2 separate regions of the Mus musculus genome follow, and region 2 is linked to region 1. A link is a contact called in public ChIA-PET data. All regions are on one chromosome and are shown on one strand. Each heading gives the region's core, a stretch centred on a gene start, on an enhancer-like site or on the middle of the called end of the contact. The rest is flanking DNA. Distances are from core to core; before and after follow the strand shown.

Region 1 (6,397 bases), core at 3,675-6,174:
TTTGTTTTGTTTTGTTTTTTTTGTTTTAAAGATAGGCTTTCTCTGTGTAGCCCTGGCTGTCCTGAAACTCTCACTGTAGACCAGAATGGTCTGGCACTCACAGAATTCCGCCAGCTTCTGCATCCCAATGCTGGGATTAAAGTCTGGGCTGCTATTGCTGGTTTGTCAAGTGTTTTGTTTTGTAACAAGAAAAGTAAGCAAACAAAACATAACACCTCTCTCTCTTTCAAAGGCTGGAATCAAAAGCTAATTTATTTTAAAAAGATACACACAAAGAAGCCATAGCCTAATGCTGGCATCTGCCTATAATCGCAGCAGGAAGCGTAGGCAAGAGGGTTGCCACAAGTTTGAGTGTCCTCTGGTCTACATGGCCATTGCCAAGTTAGACCCAGCTACAGATAGAGACTCTGTGTCAAAACCCTCACAGCCTCCAACATTGGACAGAGTGAGGGATGCGACACAGGCAGGGTCTACAGTAGCCAGCCTGAGCTTCATCCAGCAGGGTAATAAGGCACAACTACTCAGTTTAAGGGACTGAGAGAGGTGACAGGCTTTCTGCTGCTCTTGCAAACAGAGGGAACTGGAGACCAGACAGCAGAAGAAGAAAGAGGGGAATGAGGAAGAGGACCACAGAGCGCCTCATGTTCAACCTTGCCGTCCTTTGTGTGTGTGGAGTCAGTCCCACCACAGTCTCCTCTCCGGTCCAGTCTTGGAGGTGAAGGGTTACCTTTTCCCAGTGTTTTTTATTTCTCTGGGCCAGCTTTGTAAGCAAACAAACAAATATATAGATATAGTACTTCTTATTGGAGGTTATGTTGCTGGAGTTAAAATTAATTGTCTACACTCACATTTAATTGCAAGTTAATAAAGTGTAGCCTGGGTTACAAAGACCAAGCAGGTAAAAAGATAAGAGTGTAATTAAAGCAAAGAAGGAAAGAGCAGAATGGGAACCAGGCAGAGATGCAGTCTACCCAAAGGTAAGATTGAAAAGAAGAGAGTGAGCCCTAGAGAGTTTGTACACAGGCAGAGCTGCAGAGCAAGAGTCAGAGGTGGCATTAATTACTGAGAGGACCAGGCCAACTGTTACATCATACCCTGCCCACCAACTGCTCTAGCTCCTCGGTATTCAGGAACAGAAGTGTGACTACTGTGAAGTTGTTCTCAGGCAACTGACGAGCATTCGGCTATTTGTACCATGCAATTCTACAGGCCCTAGAGGTACCAAAACCTTCAGCAGTGTTAAACGGGCTAATGTGAAGTTATGACTGAGACCACAGCGAGAGGAGAGCATGCTCGCCCCAGAGTACACAGCAGCCCCAACCAGCAAATCCCTGCCCACAACATCACCCTATCTGGTACTAGCTCTGCCAGATGTTTTAGAAAGCAGGTGCCTCTTTCTAACCTTTGCCCTTGGGCTACTTCCTGGATCTGGATCCCTTCCCCACAGTCTACCTGTCTTCCTTGGAGGCTGGACTCATCTTGGCTCTGCAGCACTAAAAATCCTTTAATGTACCTGGCTATACTGCTCTTACTGCCCTGTGCCTGTGCTCCAGGCTTAGGACCTGTTATGGGCCCCAAGGCCATCTGCATCATGCATGCTGAGTGGGCCTGGGTGCCAAGCACAGCACAGCACAGCACAGCACGCTCTTGGGCAAAGCTCTGCTTGCATCTGCTGGCTCACAGGGCCTGGATGGACTGTCTACTTGCACTAGAAAGGCAGTGTACTCAGAGAAATTCTGTCTGCTGCGGCCACTCAGACTCATTTCACATTGTGTGGTTTGGGCCACAAATGAAGAACCAGGTCATAGTTTTCCTTCTTTGGGGTCTAGCTGAGGCAAAGAAAAAGAGTGATATTCTTTCCCATTTACCTTTTTTCCAATAAGCCCCTAAATCTGATGCATGCCTCTCTAAGGGAACAAAACAACCCTGCTCTGAAGCCCATACCTGGAGAAAAAGGATCTGATGGTGGCAGAAAGAACTGGTGAAGGGCATGGCCCCATTAGGACTGCTGGATGGGACGGTGGTAGCTGGCTGGCTAGTAGTCAGATGGACAACGGAGTCTGGGGAGAAGCTGGGGTGGGCAGAGTGCTGGGTTGGGGGAGCTGTTTGATTTCAACAGAATCCACAGTTGCAAAGGACTCAGAAAGAGAGGGCCATGTGCATGAGTGTGTGTAAGTCAGTAAGCAGGGCTGCACTGCTTTGATTGGTTTGGCCAGATTGACACTTGGCTGGGTCCTCCCGGTTCTGGTATGTGTGCCTCTCTGTACGTATGAGCTAGCAGTTGCTCCTCAGACTCTGAACTTAGGGTCTTTGTGTCTCCTCCCTGCCAGTATTGGGATCACAGGTATGCACCACTTCTGGTGTATGTGGTGCTGGAATTGATCATGCATGCTAGGCAAGCAGTCTATCAAGAGAGCTTTACCCCAACCCCCTCTCCCCCCAGAACTCTTATTTCTCTATTTGTAACTGGCTGCTAGGAATAGTCTGGTATAAATCCTTCTAGATCTTAACCAATATCTTACTACATACATGGAAAAGATTTTATTTATATTTATAAATGCTTATTATAAAGATTATAGCAAAATATACATTAAAAACTATCACTTGGGCTGGTGAGATGGCTCAGTGGGTTAGAGCACCCGACTGCTCTTCCGAAGGTCCAGAGTTCAAATCCCAGCAACCACATGGTGGCTCACAACCATCCGTAACAAGATCTGACCCCCTCTTCTGGAGTGTCTGAAGACAGCTACAGTGTACTTACATATAATAAATAAATAAATCTTTAAAAAAAAAAAACAACAAAACTATCACTTTAGTCTGGCATGGTGGTTCATGCCTATAATCCTACCACTTGGGAAACCATTACCAACCACTTGGGAAACCGACGGAGCCTTGACATCAGTTTGGTGCTAGTCTGGGCTACTGAGTAAAACCTTGTCTCAAAAAAAACAAAAACAAAAACAAAAAAAAAAAAACCAAATCAAAACCAAACCAAGCAAAAACTAAAATACCCTCCCCCCAAACAAACAAAAACCAAAGGGTGTGGAGTAGGGTTTGGACGGGTAGCTCAACTGGTGATACTTGCCTTGAAGGCACAGGCCCTAGGTTCCTCGATAAAACTGGACATGGTGGTGAACACCTACAATTCCAGTGCTTGGAAGATAGAGCCAAATGGAGATAGATTACAAGTTCAAGTTCAATCTTAGCTATATTATGAGTTGGAGGCCAGCCTGGGCTCCATGAGACCCTGTCTCAAAACAAAACAAAAATGCCAAAACACACTTTAAGACTATGTTTCTTTCTATTGGTGCTGGAAATTCAACCTACAGAACATATGCACGCTGAACATAGATGGACTCCACCCCAGCCATGTCTACACCCCCCCCCCCCACTATCTTTCATGGGCTGTTCTGTGCAGCCATATTATTGTGCTGCCATTTTTCTTTTGAAAGGGATCCTAAGCTCCATGTGGTCAGTGTCCTGGCTGTTTGTGCTCAGCAGGCCTGCATGGCCACTAGAGTGAGGTAAGCAGCCTGAGGTCTGGGGGGATCACACAGGAAATGAAAACTCTCCCTTAGTACACTGGGTAGCAAAGACAGTCTTCCAGAAAAGACTGGCTTCAGGCAACATCACAGAGGAATTCTGCAAATTAATCTGTTGTGGGAGGTTAACAGTTATTAGAACAATTGTTTTGTTTATGTCTCAGAACTGTGTGGGAAAACATGCCATCAGGTCATACTGCAGTTGAAAAAAAAACCAGGTGGTAGGAGGAAAGTGTTACTCTAAGGTCACAAATATTAGTTGTCACCAAAGCAGGACTCAGTTGAGGAATCTGGTGCCCAGTGACTTGGCCACTTCCATCCCAGTTTGCCGCTGAGTAAAAGTAAAATTTGACGATGGGAGGAATATGAACACTGAGACCATGAGGTAGAGGCAGCTCTCGTTCAGTTCCTTAGGTGGGAACAGTTCACAGGGCTGTCCCAGGGCACATTGTGAACACATCTGTTAATCAAGGGGCCTAGAAATAGGCGGCCTTGGTAGGGCAGACCACTGCCTTCCACTGGGCCTCACTAGATGTTAGTCTGCAGAAATCCTTACAATCCCTTTTCTCCTCATTATACGGAGAGCTTAGGGGGCTGGCCTGAGACCACACAACTGTAACGGTGAAGCCCAAGGCTCTCAGGACTGAGGCTCTACTGCAATCTAGCCCAATGGCTTCAGCCTGCGTCTTGAAACCAGGTGGTAAGTAAAACACTAGCTTTAAATACACTTAGGGACGCCACTGGGCTGGGCATTCAGGTTGAAAATGTGGTCCCAGTCCGGGTCGTCACTAGTAGGGCTGAGGGTAGGGCCGTGGGCCTAGCCCTCATGTTTTGGAAGATAAGAGGGAATGATCCTTGAAAACAGGATTGTCACTCCTTGGTACTGTTTTGCCTCACAGCTCTCAGCCTCCTCCTGGACCTCGGTTCAGACACAGCCCTGGGGGAGGGTGTCAATGGATTCCCAGTTCCGTGCCTTTAGTTTCCGACGCCTTGCCACCAGGGCCCGGCGGCGGCTTGCTCAGATTTTTTGCTCACAGCTATCCCCCAAAGTCCCATGGGCTCAGGCACCCGAAACCGGTCTTGGCCTTAGTGCTTTCTCACCTCTCCATTTCGTCCTCAGTCTCATTTCACTTTCGTGCATCTCAGGCCCCCACATGACCCCCACCCTAGTCCGAGTCTTCCACCCTCACCCTCGCTCTTCATCCCTTGCACCCCGCGGGCCTCACCTGCCAGCCTGCCGCAGTGCTCCCCACGAGCTGCTCTGGGCAGCCCCGCCTACTTCCCGTCCTAGGCGCCGCAGGCTCTGCGCAAGCGCAGTCGGGCCTCGGGCGCACCTCTGCTGCCTCCTGCTGGTCCCTCTGCTCTCTTGTTTCAGGGACGACAAGAGCCCCAATAGCCAGTGCGTTGCTACACTTCTCCAGCCTTGACTGGGCAGAAAGCAGTCCTTGCTTCACAATGCTCAGTCATTGCTTCACAACGTGTGTGGTGATCAGTCTCAGGGCAGTGATGCGGCTTCATACTGCTCAGGACTGGCCACCCATCAGAGACTTTAGAAAATATTTTCATGTATAACATTATATTCATTTTATACCAATGAACGTGTACACTGCCTGTGTACAGTGTGGAGAGTACCCCTTCAAGTTTCATTGTGGTCCTGCCCACTTAACCACAGGCCCCAGGGGCTTTGTGGTTAAGGGTTCCAGGCCCTTTGTGCTCAGCAGGACTGCATGGCCACTGAGAATTCGTTGAGCAGCTTGAGCTCTGGGGCTATAAAGCAGGAAATGAGACACTTTTCTTAGTGCACTGGGTAGCAAAGGCAGTCTTAAAGACAAGGTTGGCTCCAGGTTGTCACCTGGCTTTTAAAACAATTGTTCCGGCATGGTGACGCAAGCCTTTAATCCCAGCATTTGGGAGGCAGAGGCAGACAGATTTCTGAGTTCGAGGCCAGTCTGGTCTACAAAGTGAGTTCCAGGACAGCCAAGGATACACAGAGAAACCCTGTCTCGAAAAACAAAAACAAAACAAACAAAAAAACCCAATTGTTTGTTTTGTTTATGTCTCAGAACTGTGCTGACAAGCACATGCCATCAGACCCCATTGTCTTAGGAACTTGTCACCTGATTAGGTTTCAGGGAACCCATGAGCCTGGGGAACCAATAGATGGGTGTGTGTACTGGCATGGTGGGGAGAATGTCTGTCTGCTACGCAAGTAGAGTCCTGGTTCATTCAACCTGATTAAGGTTTGAGGTCATTTATAACCTGATGAGGTAGAGGGTGATACAGAGAAGACAGCAAAAGCAGGCACTAGGAACCTGGCCCTGTTAGGCTCTAGGCCAAGGACATATCTGTAATGTACCCTTTCCTGAGGTTGCTGTCACCATGATTGTCTTGTTTGTAGTCTACTATGCCAAAGCCTTTACTCTTGTTAAATTCCCAATATTAGCTATACCAACCAGCTTAGCTCAAACCTCTTCATCAAGACATGCCAAGCTGTGGGGTAGAGCCAGGAGGTCTCAGAGTGCTCAGTTCCAGGTCTCTCATCTGTGTCCTCTCCCAGTTCCCAAAATCCTTTCCCAGAAACCTGTTCTGAGCACTATGAGAGTGAGTGCAAACACTCCCTACCACACTAGCCTCTATCACTCAGAGACTGGCTGTATTACTTAGGCTTTAAAAATCTCAGGAAAGGACCTCAAACCCTTTGTTCTAGAATTTCCAGGCTCTTTACAATGGGGGTACAACTTGGTAATACTTCTGCTTAAAGGGAGCTGTTATGATTTGAAATCTGGAAGTCTCTTGAAAACTTGAGCTTTTGGGAGGTGAATGGATCATCAGGACGCTAACATCAGCAGATCAGT
Region 2 (6,130 bases), core at 218-2,717, 120 kb before region 1:
CAATCATCCCAGCATTATCTTTGAGTTTGAGGCCAGTCTGGTCTATATATTGCAAGTTCCAGGACAGCCACTGAGAGAACCTGCCTCAAAATGCAGTGGGTGGGGTAGAGACATGGCTCAGTGGTTAAAAGTTCATAATGTTCTTCCAGAAGGTTCAAGTTCAGTTCAGAGCACAACTCCTGGATTAGGTTTGAGGCCTGCTCTACAGAAGAGCTGTGTCTGGTGCTATAAATCTAGTCAAAGAGTCCATGGCCAGGAAAATTATATGTATACTAACTCCCTTTCCTAATTCTGTTAACTCAACATCTACTAATATCTTGCTGTTATTAAACTGCCTTTTAAATATATTGATACCCTTAATTCTCAATGCTTCAGTCAAGCTTAGAAGAGAAACTTCTTTCTGTAGTAGGTAGCTAGCAGGCAATGCAGAGACTTTCAAGTGGTCAAAGCACTGAAAGTGACCGCTGAATGCTTAGCTCTCATTTGGACATCTGTATCATGCTCCCCGAGGCTCAGAAAGTATCATGGAGGATGGCAGAAAACATGTAAGAGCTGGAAGATGGGGAAGAGAGAATGCTGTGGAAGGTTGTATATGCTCAAGCCGATCAACACGTCAGCACGAATGAGTGAAGGGCTCAGGATGATCTGATGAGAACAGTTAAGGAGCAATTGGCAAATGATGGCTGCTGAGGGAAGTGACTTTTTTCTTTGTGGGAATAGCCAATGTGGGTTGCCTAGCTTCTGGTAGATGCCCCCCCACCCCACATTCATGTCTATGTAGGCTGGATGCAAAAGTTATAAGAAAAACACAAGTATAAGACAGTGGGAGGAGAGATACGGTTTGGATATGACCTAGGTACATTGCATATATGCACAAAATCATCCAAAGTACATGGAAGAATTTAAATGTGTGTCTAGGACCTTTTGAATTCATGGTCTATTCCAGGACCGAGATGGGTTGGAACAGATTTAGAAGCACATTGACCAGCAAATAAGGGATTAAAAGCCTACAAATTCTGAATATTATTTAAGATGCTTTGTAAATAGGGGGAAAAAAAGAGAATCAACATGAGTCAATTATGAACAAGTCATGGTAAACCAACTTCATTTCCTGTTTTGATAGGGTTACCATAGCAACAAGAGTGTACTGGTCACAGCTTCTGGAGAACTCAAGCTACTTGAAATGTACTTCCCATTTGAGAGACTTCATCATAAGTGTGTTGGAGAGGGGAAAGTTCCTGCTCCTGAGAAGCTCTGAATTTAATGAGGAAAACACACACACACACACACACACACACACACACACACCCTACAACCCTTACAGAAATACACTTGCTAAACACGAAGAGAATCTGGGTAAATTAATTCCAAATAAGGACAAAGAAATGAAAAGTTGGGTCCCATGGTGCACATCTTTAATCCAAGCACCCAGGAGGCAGAGGCAGTCAGGACTATATGGAGAAACCCAGTTCAGGAAAAAACAAAGACCAAAAAAGAGTCCAACTGAGTCTACACAGGGAGTGCAAAGCACTCATATATACAATGAGACCCTGTCTAAAAGAAGAAAGAGGGCTGGACAGTGGTGGCGCACACCTTTAATCCCAGCACTTGGGAGGCAGAGGCAGGCAGATTTCTGAGTTCAAGGCCAGCCTGGTCTACTGAGTGAGCTCCAGACAGCCAGGGCTACACAGAGAAACCCTGTCTCGAGAAAAAAAAAAAAAAGTTAAAAAGAAGAAAAAGGGAAAGCAGGGTGGGGGAGTAGGGCAGCAAGTAGGCAGACTGCCCTATAGAAACCACATCCTATACGAGTAGACTTTTTCTCTTAAAATTTATTTATTTATTGTATATAAGTATACTGATGGTTGCTGGGAATTTAACTTAGGACCTCTGGAAGAACGGTCAGTGCTCTTAACCACTAGGCTATTCTCTCCAACCCTAGGAATAGACTTTTTACACAAAAGCAGGGGTACAAGCAATTTAGAAACATATGGAAAGAAAAGGGGCCAGAATGACTATGGGACCACTGACCTCACCCGCACCATCCCTTTCCAGAAGGAACCATGCTCACCCACAGCCCCCGATTTCTCTCTCAGAAACTATGCAATTCATGTGTAGCAGGACACTCTTGTTCTGGAGCTCCACTGAGGAGAACATTGTGGCCAAGCAGAGGAGTATGCTGTGGGTGTGCTCTCCTGTTGGCACAGGACTCTAAGTAGCTTAAGAATATTCTAGTTAAGCCTTATAAAAATAAGCATTAAGAAAATATAATACTCATCACAGTAGGAAGAACATATATTCCATTTACTATTTCTTAACTTGATTTTTATAGTATGCAGGATTCCATAGCTTTACCCTAGGTTTTACAAACAACAGAGGCAGAAATGGGTGGGAGGTATATCCCTTTAACGTAGGACTCAAGAATGATTTACATATATGTACATCTATATGTTTGTATATATGAACAAATGAATATGATGAGGGTGGACCCCTGTGTATTGTAGGCAAGCGTTCTACATCAAGTTACATCCCTTGCCTATCTGACTTAGAGATCTAAAGATGACTGTGGATCATGTGCTGGATACCATGGTTCTCAGAAGTGCAAGAGTCACAGAAGCCATAGCAGGTTTCACTGTTAAGGGGAAAAGCTGGGAAAAGAGATCTGGGGACATGACTCAGAATAAGTAATGATAAGTCAGTTAAGGGCAGTAAGAAACTAAAACAATAAAAGACTAAGAACCCTTATCCAACTATTAAACTATGTGTTTACTCAGACAGACTAAGAGGGGAAGAGAACGGTATTTCAGAAGTCAGAAACGTGAAACTTGAAACTGAGATAGAGAAGGCTAAGAACTGGAAAGCATTCTCTCAGTCTACAGTGAAATGAGGTTGGATGACTTTGGTGCTATAAGAAAACGAAGGGAAGGCAGATATGAGTGGAAAGAAAAGTGCTTTTAAAAGATGATAACAGGAGCTAGAGAAAGTACCCAAGAAGCTAAAGGGATCTGCAACCCTATAGGTGGAACAACATTATGAACTAACCAGTACTCCGGAGCTCTTGTCTCTAGCTGCATATGTATCAAAAGATGGCCTAGGCGGCCATCACTGGAAAGAGAGGCCCATTGGACACGCAAACTTTATATGCCCCAGTACAGGGTAACGCCAGGGCCAAAAAAGGGGAGTGGGTGGGTAGGGGAGTGGGGGTGGGTGGCTATGGGGGACTTTTGGTATAGCATTGGAAATGTAAATGAGCTAAATACCTAATAAAAAATGGAAAAAAAAAAAAAAAAAAAAAAGATGGCCTAGTCAGCCATCACTGCAAAGAGAGGCCCACTGGACTTGCAAACTTTATATGCCCCAGTACAGGGGAACGCCAGGGCCAAAAAGGGGGAGTGGGTGGGTAGGGGATTGGGGGGGTGGGTATGGGGGACCTTTGGGATAGCATTGAAAATGTAAACGAGGAAAATACCTAATTAAAAAAAAAAAGATGATAACAGAACAGGGGAAGGATGACTAGAAGATGCAGGTAGGCTACTGTGAGGGATTATGAAGAAAGTAGGCGGATTAAGGTTGGGAACTAGTGGGGTGAAAAAGAAAGTTCCCAATGGACAAGCAGGGGGAACGGCAAGGGGAATCATGTCAACTAAGACACACTTGCGAAGATGAAAGTGTACCAAGTTCCTCAGTGACTAGGACACAGGTTGATCGCCACAATCTGACTCATACTCACATCCACTCACGCAAGATGCCCAAAACAATGAGAACAGGTCTATTTCCCCTTCCGCCTTGTTCCTCGTGACAGGTCTCTCTGCATAGGCTTGGCTGTCCTGGAACTTGATTTGTAGACCAGGTTGACCTCTGCCTCTGCCTCCAGAGTGCTAAGATTAAAGGTATATACACCCTGCCCCCCTGGCTCAATGTTATTTCAAATGTAGTCTTTGAAATTGTCCCAAAGTTTGAGGACAAAATGAAAAAAGTTACTTTATACAGGAGAAACCAAGCAGATGCTACTCTTTCCCAAGTGGCTAGTCTTCCACTAGCAGCCTTTGGATGAAGACATAGAACTCTCAGCTCCTCCTGCGCCATGCCTGCCTGGATGCTGCCATGCTCCTGCCTTGATGATAATGGACTGAACCTCTGAACCTGTAAGCTAGCCCCAATGAAATGTTGTTTTTTATAGGACTTGCCTTGGTCATGATGTCTGTTCACAGCAGTAAAACCCTAACTAAGACAGAAGTTGGTTCCTAAGAAGGAAGCATGTACCTTCCAATAGGAAGGAATAAGAAAGAGTTCCTTCCATTTCTAAGATTCCTGTGTAAGATTTTTTTCCCCGTCAAGTCCAGGATCCCAAATAAAAATGAGAAAAACCACAAATGGAATAAAGACATGGTGCCTCAGGATGAGCCTAAAAAGCAACTATAAAGCAAAGCAAAGGCAGATCTAATTCATCCCTTATCAGCAGAGTCTCTCCCTGCCTTGAACTTGTGTATAAGCTGCAAGCGCTTAGCTACTTGCTCAAAAATATTTATCTAGAAGAGACTATATATACGTGTGTGTGTGTGTGTGTGTGTGTGTGAATTGAGACATGCAGTAACAAGAATGAATCTGAAGAAAATAATTTATTTTCTACTCCATATGATGTGGAATAATATATATGAAATTCTAGGAAAGCTGTAGATACCCCCCCTTTGACAAAAAGTTGATCTGTGCTTATATAGACTCACTGTAAAGGAGCAAGAGAATTTTTTTGGTGATATAAATTTCTGTGACTTCACTGTGCTGGTGGAGACAGTTACACAAGTACATATAGGTATCAAGACTTAATTATATAAAGAAGTATTAAAATGTAACATGGCGGCGCATACCTTTGATCCTAATACATGGGAAGCAGAGGCGGGCAAGCTCCATGAGCTTGGCGCTAGTCTGGTCTACACAATGAATACCAGGACAGTCAGAGCTACATAGACCCTGCCTTACAAAGTAAACCAACCAACCAATCAAAACAACAAACAACAAAAACCCCAATGACAATGTTCTACCTTTTTTATTTTTCTTGGTGTTGAGAATTGAATTCAGGACTTCACATACTCTTAAGCACAGCCATACATACCCTAAGCCACTTTTCCACTCCCAAAAATGCTTTTTATTACATAAAAATTATACTTTGAAGGGGATGTTTAAGACTGAGGAGACTGGAGAATAGCCCAGTTGGCAAAGTGTGTGTTGTATGAGCATGAGAATTGGAGTTCAGATCCCTAGCACCCACATGAGAACCAAGGTACAGTGGTTTGTGTGTTCATAGTCTCAGTCCTGGGAATGTGGTTCCAGAAAATGGCAGGCTAGCCCTAGGTTTCAGGAAGAAATTCTGTTTCAAAAAAACAAAAATAGGCTGGAGAGATGGCTCAACCGTTGAGAACACTTGCTGCTCTTTCAGAGAACCCACATCAGTGCTTACAACTCCTCTAACTCCAGTCCCAGGGGACCAAATGCCCACCTTTGACTTCCATGTGCACTCATATATACATACCTATGGCACTAACACATAGGGACATCCTATAGACACATAGGATGGGTGGATGGATGGACGGACGGACGGATGAACAGACGGACGGATAGAGCCAGGCAGATTTCTGAGTCTGAGGCTAGTGTGGTCTACACAGAGAAACCCTGTCTAAAACAAAAACACCCCCTACACCAGCCAAAAGTAAATCTTTTAAAACCAGAAGTTAGAGAGGCTTCTTAGGAACAATATATGTACACACATGCACCTGTTAAGAACTCACTGACTGTCTTCCAGAGGTTGTGAGTTCAATTCCCAGCAACTACATGGTGGCTCACAACCATCTGAAATGGGATCTGATGCCCTCTTCTGGTGTGTCAGAAGACAGCTACAGAGTACTCATAGAAATGAAATAATAATAATTTTTAAAAAGCACCTTTATTTAAAAAAAAAAAAAAAGCATCTTTACACACTGAGCTGTGATACAAAATTAAGGGGCTGATTTCCTCGTGGCTAACACTAAAGGCAATTCCAACAGAAATGTTCCAAACAGGTTTATTTATTTATTTATTTTTATTAGGTATTTTCCTCATTTACATTTTCAATGCTATCCCAAAGGTCCCCCATACCCAC

The links. ChIA-PET counts read pairs in DNA pulled down with a chosen protein or histone mark.
Region 2: a contact with region 1 is called in an RNA polymerase II ChIA-PET map of memory CD8 T cells, with 29 read pairs. The contact joins the enhancer-like site here to the promoter of Ppm1f in region 1. A contact is called at or near these places in 2 of 39 promoter capture datasets (embryonic stem cells and hippocampal neurons), 6 of 484 Hi-C or Micro-C datasets (cortical neurons, embryonic stem cells, stem cell-derived epiblast-like cells and 1 more), 3 of 115 datasets of contacts at active chromatin or transcription factors (the SCID.adh cell line, embryonic stem cells and memory CD8 T cells) and 4 of 9 other capture datasets (adipose tissue, embryonic stem cells, liver and 1 more).

The regions. Positions count from the first base shown.
Region 1 is chr16:16,894,996-16,901,392 of GRCm38.p6, reverse strand. Ppm1f (protein phosphatase 1F (PP2C domain containing)) reads right to left here and starts at 4,924. Exons shown (of 8, transcript NM_176833.4): 1 at 4,769-4,924.
Region 2 is chr16:17,007,823-17,013,952 of GRCm38.p6, reverse strand. All of the region lies in intron 1 of Mapk1 (mitogen-activated protein kinase 1), which reads right to left. Among named protein-coding and RNA genes, the nearest start is that of Mapk1, 28 kb to the right of the region's middle. Within about 2 kb of position 1,467, at least 84 of the 459 cell types and tissues checked have an H3K27ac peak or open chromatin away from gene starts, as enhancers often do. A contact at or near this core is called in memory CD8 T cells, where this site is marked.